2 separate regions of the Danio rerio genome follow, and region 2 is linked to region 1. A link is a contact called in public Hi-C data. All regions are on one chromosome and are shown on one strand. Each heading gives the region's core, a stretch centred on a gene start, on an enhancer-like site or on the middle of the called end of the contact. The rest is flanking DNA. Distances are from core to core; before and after follow the strand shown. Region 1 holds the start of rest (RE1-silencing transcription factor). Region 2 holds the start of atp6v0e1 (ATPase H+ transporting V0 subunit e1).

The links. Hi-C and Micro-C count contacts between places; a contact is called where the count stands out from the background.
Region 2: a Hi-C map of hematopoietic stem cells shows a contact between it and region 1, with 1.7 times the contacts expected there. The contact joins the promoter of atp6v0e1 here to the promoter of rest in region 1. A contact is called at or near these places in 3 of 18 Hi-C or Micro-C datasets (caudal fin, hematopoietic stem cells and an unstated tissue) and 1 of 4 datasets of contacts at active chromatin or transcription factors (embryo).

Annotation. Positions count from the first base shown.
Region 1 is chr14:58,498,618-58,502,746 of GRCz12tu, forward strand. It overlaps rest (RE1-silencing transcription factor), which reads right to left and starts at 1,723. Exons shown (of 4, transcript NM_001353866.1): 1 at 1,616-1,723.
Region 2 is chr14:58,654,260-58,658,724 of GRCz12tu, forward strand. It overlaps atp6v0e1 (ATPase H+ transporting V0 subunit e1), which reads left to right and starts at 2,731. Exons shown (of 5, transcript NM_001006038.2): 1 at 2,731-2,939; 2 at 3,531-3,578; 3 at 3,957-4,065. The coding sequence starts at 2,836. The coding sequence ends at 4,050.

The sequences.
Region 1 (4,129 bases), core at 473-2,972:
GTTTCTTTATAGAAAATAAAAACTATGAAAAAAAACAATCCTTTGTTGTATTTTAGTTTATTATGTTTTAGTTTATTATTTAATTTATTTTACATAATGCCCTTATTTATGTGTAATTTTTTTAAACCTGTTTTATTGTAATGTGAAGATGTAATGATAATGTCCAGCTGTTGTACATTACTATATGTTCAATAAAAAACAATACAAAGAAAAAAAAAAGGATTAAAACTAAAATGATACAAAAAGGGTTACATAAATAAAACAGCCCTCATTACAGGAGGAGATTAAATTATCATTTACCTCTGTAGTATTTTTGTTCCTACTATAGATATCAATGGCTGATTTTCCCCAACACTCTTCAAAATATCATCTTAAGTGTTCAACAGAGGAAAACCATGAACGGTTATAAAAACACTTAAATAGTGACTAAATGGAGAGGATTATTATTATTAAGAACAGCTCAGGATAAGTGTGTTGTTATTGAACCATACATTGACTTTGTATTTCTCTAAACTTGTTTTTAACTTTAAAAGAAGACACTTTAATTAGAGTTATGTATATCACAGCAGACTAAATGCATGTAATGCAGTATACTACAGAAAATATTTACAAATATGTACATGTATCTTGCTATACTGACATACTAAGAAAGACAAACAATCTCAAACTCGCAGTGTGTGTGTGTGTGCTGTCGTGTGTGTGTGTCAGAGGCCTGTGTGTGAAATGTGTGTTCGGCCATTTTAAAAACAGCACCACCAACTTCAGCCAGCGGCAGGGGAAAACACAGACGGCTGAACTACATCTGCTTTCCAGCAAACCTCACAGAAACTCCACAACACTGAAGATCTTCAGCTGAGCGCAAAATCTAGCGTCGCCTGAACGCAAAATCTGCGTTAATCTCAACAAACACCGTCAAAAACAGCACTGAGAAACTTTGACCTTGTTGGACAGCTCCAAACACGAGCAACTGGAGCACACAGACACGAAACACGACACACACCACCGAAAACACCCGAGTTTTACACACACACACACGGGTAAAACCAAAGGAGAGTCGAAATGTGGAGATTTAACGTCACGGAGAAAACCCCGAAAACACTCAAAGTTGATTGAAAGTAGCGGATTTACTCAGAAATACTAACAAAAACTGTAAGATAGTGTTAAAAAGTCGTGTAAAATCTGAACTATGGTGTCTTTTGACGAATAAAGTTAGATTACGGACATTCAACACGACGTAGAAAGTGTTTTTCCGGAAAACACACATACACACACACACACTGAGAGAGAGAGAGCTAGCGTTAAAACAGACAGAACTTGTGGCTAACTTTTAACACTAATGTTAAAGTTAGTCTATTAATAAGCAGATTAATCGAGCCGGACTTTCAGCACTTTCTGCTGTTCTGAGAGTGTCTGTGCGAGTGTGTGTGTGTGTGTGTGTGTGTGTGTGTTTCGTTAGCCGTGGTCCTGAGATCAGCCCTGGACAGCGCCCGCCTCTCCGCCCTCAGACTCCATTTTCACTCTCAAACTTCAGTTTTGGTCCAAAACGACGCAAACTCACCGTCAACCCCGCGGAAACCGAGCGCAAACATACACTCATACACACTCCCTCACTCACCGGCGGTGGACTCGTCTTCGGGCGGTGTGTTTCTCAAAGTAAACTTCGGTCCAAACTCTCCGTCTTTCGCTCGAGGAAGCGCCACTCACGCATTCCAGCACATCGCGCATCTCGCGGCGGAGTGACGTCAGCACGCACACGCGCGCTCATTCATATTCATCGATGCAAATTTACTCACTAGAAAACCCTTTTCGAAATAATTAGAACATTATATGAACACAGTTAAGAACAGTAATATTGACAAAGCCTTGAAACTAAACATTTCCTTTGAAGTCCCGCACACTTATTCTTTAAGTAAGCAAACTGCAAAATTTTATTTTGTATTATAAAAATTATTTTTTGTTTTCTTATTTGTATTGTTTGTATTATTGTATTTAAGCATTAATAAATAAATAAAAATTTAATTTAATCTCATCAGCTCTTTCAGCTCTTTCATCAGTTACTCAACTGACTTATTTATTTATTAAATTGTTTATTAAATTATTTATTTGTTTATTTATTTATTAAATTATTTATTTGTTTGTTTATTTGTTTATGTATTTATTATTTATTTATTTAATATTTATTCATTTATTTGTTTGTTTATTTGTTTGTTGTTGCCCATTGTCTGTTGTTCAATTTTACTACCAGCAGCAGTCAGTAATGCATGATTATCTGCTGTCATGGCTTTTTTCCCCCAAGCATTTTCCCAAAATATGTCAGAATAAGATTAGTCAGCAGAAATCATCATATCTGCTGAAAGATGAGACCAAATTAAGACTCAAAATCAGCCCAGAGTGGAGGAAAATGACCCAACAGCACACACGGGTTAATAACAATACAACAAAAATACAGGTTATTGTACAACACAAAGATTATATAAACATTTAAGCTGAACCCAATGTTTTGTGGCATTTATAATGAGATTATTCCTCATATAAAAGCCCTGACGATATTGAAAACAAAAGATGCCATCAATCGTCTCTCTTTTATAGAAATATATGAACAACAGGAAAACTCTAGAGCTCCTTATATTTTAATCTTTATTTTATTTCATCTTTATGTCATGTTATTATTTATATAATTGAATTTTTGCACCTGCTCTTTCATTGTAATGTGAAGATGTAGTGGTTGGGCATCATCATTATTATGCTGTTGGGCATTCTTATGAAACACGTGTGAATGAGTAAACATAAGGCTTCTGGATTAAACTGTTAACATGTTTTAATGAGGAATATATTTAACTAAAGGTTTGTATAACTGCATAGATCATGACACAATATTCCTGACACTGAAACGTGCTTCAAACACAGCGGCTCTAAAATTAAAACACTGCTAACAATTTCCTTCAGAATTTACAGTGACTTACTGGCAGCAGTTCACCAGTAGCTTAGTGTAAATCAACTACAGCAAAAGTAATTGATTTACCATTAATCTTGCTCTATATGTATTTACAGTATTGTATATTTTTACTGTACAATATATGTCAATCAGTGGCGTAGCACAAAATAAAGCAAAGGAAATATACAATATTATAGCTAATACAGACAATTTTCACTGATAAAATGCCAAATCAAAGAGGAACGTTTTCAACACAGACTTAAAAACAGACGCAGATGAAACAGACCTGATACAGAGGGCCAGAGCACTCCACAAGCTAGGACCAGCTACTGCGAAGGCACGGTCACCCCTGCATTTCAGCCTCTGGTTAGATGACCGAAGAGACCCACCAGGCTGATGCTCAGTCAACATGTCTGACAGATAAGAAGGTGCCAGGCCATTTAGAGATTTGAAAACCAAGAGAAGCATGTTATAAGGGGCTCAATTTTAAACTAATTATACCCGGGATAAGGTTTTCTGACTAATCTTAAAGTATAATGAGTTACAATAGTCTAATCTAGTAATAATAGCATGGATTATTGATATTCAACATTTTTTCTAGATGGAATAGATTTGACTGTTGTTAAAAGTGGAAGCTGACAGAAGCAGGGATTTGACCACTGCATACATCCGTTTGTCAAAACTCAAGCCATCATCCAGAATAACACCCAGAGTTTTCACCCAGGGCTTTATAGAAACACTTAATTTTTCTAGATTAACCATTGGGGCTCTGGAAGAGTTTGACAGGCCGAACAAAATCATTTCACTCTTACTCTCAATAAAATCTAGAAAGTTCAAAGATAACCAGTCTTTCACGTCCGGCAAGCAGAGCATAAGGGTCTCTAGCCCTGTTGAGCTTAGGTAGATTTGGGTGTCATCCGCATAACAGTGAAAAGACAGACCATGTTTTCCTAAAAATAAAGCCCAGAGGAAGCATATATAGTCACAATGGACTTACAAAAATACAAGATATATCCAAGTGCAGCAATTTAAGTTCTCATAAAAAATAAGGGGACAGGCCAGGTACAAAAAAATCCAACAGAGTCAAAAAAAAAGTACAAAACAATAAACAAAAGTGAACTAAACAATGCTTAAACAGGAATTTAAAAACATAATCATAACATGAAACAACGTGAACAAACAAACAAACCAAAA
Region 2 (4,465 bases), core at 1,481-3,980, 160 kb after region 1:
GCGGGTTTTTTCCCAGAGTGCACTGCGCCAGAACACTCTCGGTTTGGATTTGACCCGTGTGTGTGTGTGTGTGTGTGTGTGTGTGTGTGTGTTCACACTGACTCTGCTTTGGTGATGTTGCTGCTGTGTTTGCTCCATTCACTTCCATTATAATCACAGTTATTGACGGTGAAGTCCTGACAGCAGATCATCCTGCATTACTGACTGCTGCTGCTTCCCTGCTGGAAAGGAACAATCTGTCAGTTTTGCACTATACTTATATCAATATATGGTAAAATATACAACTCATGATCAACAGTGAAATGACAGATCGACCCAGCAGGGAAGCAGCAGCAGTCAGTAATGCAGGATGATCTGCTGTCAGGGCTTCACCGTCAATAACTGTGATTATAATGGAAGTGAATGGAGCAAACACAGCAGCAACATCACCAAAGCAGAGTCAGTGTGAACACACACACACACACACACACACACACACACAGTGTGAACAGTGTGTTGATGAGTTATGAAAACTCTCACAGCATTTCTCCATAATATGTGTCAGACTCAACCCAGAGTGGAGGAAAACAACCCAACAGCACACACGGGGTAATCGGAGTTCAGCTGTGTGTGTGTGTGTGTGTGTGTGTGTGTGTGTGTGTGTGTGTGTGTGTGTGTGTGTGTGTGTGTGTGTGCGCGCGCATTAATGTAGATATCTGAGAGTCTCTGTTTGAGCATCATCTGGAGTCTCTGATGTCGTAAACACAGAAATGTTCGCTCCTGTTTGGCCGCAGTGTGTGTGTGTCAGGGTTTATAAGGTCTTTTCGTGTTTCAGGAGGGTTTGAGTTCTGCTTTCTGTGTGTTCAATATTCCTGCAAATCCACAGTGAAGATGTCAAACTCTGGAGTCTTCCAGCACTCGCACTGATCAGTCTTCTGCAGTCGAGAGATGTTCAGGGCTGTGGAATGCGTCTCCTCACTCATTTATTTGTGTGTGTGTTGGTCACGCCGTGTCTGTCAGCGTTGTTTAAATATTAGTCAAATGTAAACGCGTGCCATTTAGAAATGGAGATTATTAGTGTAAGACTGCACAGCCCTGTGTGACAACAGGTTTCCTCAATAAGCCAGTGAAGGATTATCTATATAGCACCTTTCCCAGACATCGAGTCACCAAGTGCTGTACACTGAGAGGAAACAAGTAAAAGAACACACATCGATAAAAGAAAACGAGTCAAAAATCCAAATGCAGGAACACTAATGCTGTTCATTAAACAGATCTGGCGTCAGCTCCTGCAGTCCAGCGCTCTGAGTCTGGACCAGGGGTGGGCAATCTCGATCCTGGAGCTCCGGTGTCCTGCACAGTTTAGCTCCAACCCTAATCAAACACACCTGCTTATAGATTTCTTGTGATCTTGAAGACACTGATTAGCTTGCTCAGGTGTGTTAGACTAGTGTGAGGGGCACCGGCCCTCGAGGATCAAGTTTGCCCATCCCTGGTCTGGACTCTCATCTCTGCAGAACCACTGTCATTCAGACACACTGCCAGAACCGAAGGTCGAGCCACAGCATCTCAATTGGGTTTAGGTCAGGACTTTGAGTAGGCCACTCTAAAGGCTTCAGTTGTGGATATTGAAGTGATTTTCTGTTTTCATCAGGCGGTTCACCCACTCATGAACATCCCCCGAGTGTTTGTAAACCTTGATGAGTTTCTTCTGTAGAACAGAAAACGAGATGCTCTGAAAACCACTGGAGAACAGCAGATAATCAGAGGAACACGAGCGGTCATCAGGAGATCTGTGTTCAGAAGAAGCGAATGCTCTGAGTGAGTGAAGTGCTCCTTTACAAGAGGATGCAGGAGGTCACGTGCTCTGCTCAGTTGTAGACTGTATTTGGAGTGAGTGAGGAGTGCCAGTGCTGTTCCTCTTCTGCTCTACAGAACCGCACTAATAACTCATTAATGCAGGCAGTTCATTTCAATAATTAATGCCAGATTATTGAAGCTGTGAGTTTCACTACAGTGGATTAAACACACTCCGGTCTCACATTAATCTACTGAAAACAGCAGTGTGTGTGTGTGTGTGTGTGTGTGTGTGTGTGTTTATATATGACTAAGTTATTGTTTCTTTCTCGCTGTTCTGTGTAGATGTATGTGCACATGTGTATTTTTATGTGCAGATTTTTTTGATTTTCAACAGGGCAAGTATGAATCACATGTATAGTGTAACGGGGGTTTGGACATTTTTATTTCATAATTTAAAATCAATTAATGTTAAATAAAGCACAAAGTTCAGTCACTTCCCTTCAGTGTAGTCCCTTTATTCATCAGTGTTCACCACAGTGGAATGAACTGCCATCTATTATAGGAACAAAATGTTCCTATATTTTACGCAACGGATGCCCTTTCAGCTGCAACCCAGTGCTGGGAAACCATTCACACTCATACACTACGGCCAGTCAATCAGTTCCCCTATGCATGTGGTTGGACTGTGGGGGAAACCCACGCCAACACGGGGAGAACATGCAAACTCCACACAGAAACACCAACTGACCCAGCCGAGACTCAAACCAGAGACCTTACTGTGAGGCCACAGTGCTGACCACTGAGTTACTGTGTCGCCTAATTTTATAAGTTTATCTGCTTTATTATTAGTAAGATATGATTTCATTAGACTACTGTTCCAGTGCTTGTTTAAGTGTGTGTGTGTGTGTGTGTGTGTGTGAGAGAAGAGGAAGAGCCAGGCGGCAGTCACGTGTCTTCTCTCTCCAGCGTCACATGATCGTCAGCGTCGGAAACTGAACTTCTCGAAGTTTGTCGTGTAGTGGATAAGTTATTAATCTGAACACCGGAAGATTACCGATGGCCGTCTCCACGTTTGGGATCGCGATCGCGGTGATGACCCTGCTGTGGGGTCTGGTCGGCGGAGTGATCCCATGGTTCATCCCGAAAGGAGCAAACCGCGGGTCAGACACACTAACATGAGCATTTCCCCACAGCTCAGCTCGCCTAACACACAGCACTCTGCTTTATTATTAACCTCTGCTATTATTCACCTGCTGTAGTCGAGTTTATTCCTGTTTTACCGGCTTTAATCATGTTTTCACCGTGTTTTAGTGCTGATTTTCTACGTTTTATTCGTGTTTTTCTTCTACATGATCGAGTTTTACCTCAGTGATTCCTGTTCCGCTCTATTTCGCCGTATTACTCCAGTTTTTTCTTTATTTTAACCTTTTACCTTCATTAGTTTACCTTAATTATTCCTGTTTATATGTCCTTTACCGTGCTTTACCTCGGTTTAATTCCTGTTTAGTGTCTGCTGCTGTGTTTCCTCTATTGTTGAGGAGTTTATAGACTGATCCTCCTCCTCCTCCTCCTCCTCTCTGTGCTTCATCACAGTGAAGTTCACTAGTTTGACAGTGAATGTGTTCAGTGGTTGTGTTTAGAGCAGAAATAACCCAGTGCTGATGTGTATGAGTGATCATCTGACACACACTGATTAATAATGCAGCGTGTGTGTGTGTGTGTGTGTGTGTGTGTGTGTGTGTGTTCTCCAGGGTGATTGTGACGATGCTGGTTCTGACTGCTGTCTGCTGTTATCTCTTGTAAGTAGACTGATCTGTTCATTATAATTCACCTATAGATGTCTGTCAGCTGTACTGTAGTGAATATGAGTGCACTGTGCTGAAGTAGAGCTGCTGAAGGTCAAACACATTATTGATCAGCGCAGTATTGATCAGAGCAGCTGTTATCAGGTCAGTGTGTGCTTATCTGATGATGATGATGATGAGCATAACGGCAGTGTTTGTCTCCTGGTGTGTGTGTGGGTGTGTTTTAACTGAGCTCTGGTCTGTTGTGTGTGCATTATTCATCAGATATCAGCTGTGTGTGTGTGTGTGTGTGTCCTCTGTGGGCCTGGTGGTGGCGCTGCGGTGAGTGTTTGAGTGTCCTGATCTTCATCTGTACTCTTCCTCTTCCTCCAGCTGGCTGATAGCGATCCTCTCTCAGCTCAATCCTCTGTTCGGGCCGGTGCTGAAGAACGACACCATCTGGTACCTGTACTACCACTGGCCCTGAACACCCGTCGCCACGGTAACACACCCACAGCATCATCATCATCACATTTAACCAATGAGCAGAGTAAAATCTGGATGTTTCCACAGGTGGTGTGTAGAGTAGTGTCTAGTGTATGTTCACGATGGCGTATTATTGCCATGCTAAAAGATCTAAGATCACCAGATTTAAGTCTTAATATTTAGATAATAAAGTTTAAATATTCTGAGAAATGTTCAGGAATAAAGTCATAGTTATACGAAAATAAATCAAAATATTATGGCAAAAGTTGAAATATTACAGAACAAAGTCAAAATATTGTGAGAAATGTTAGGAGAGTAGAGTGGATATATTAGAGAATAAACTCAGCCATTTTGCTCGGTGTTGTTTCCTCAAAATATTGCAAACATAATCTGACTATAATACTGTGTGTGTGTGT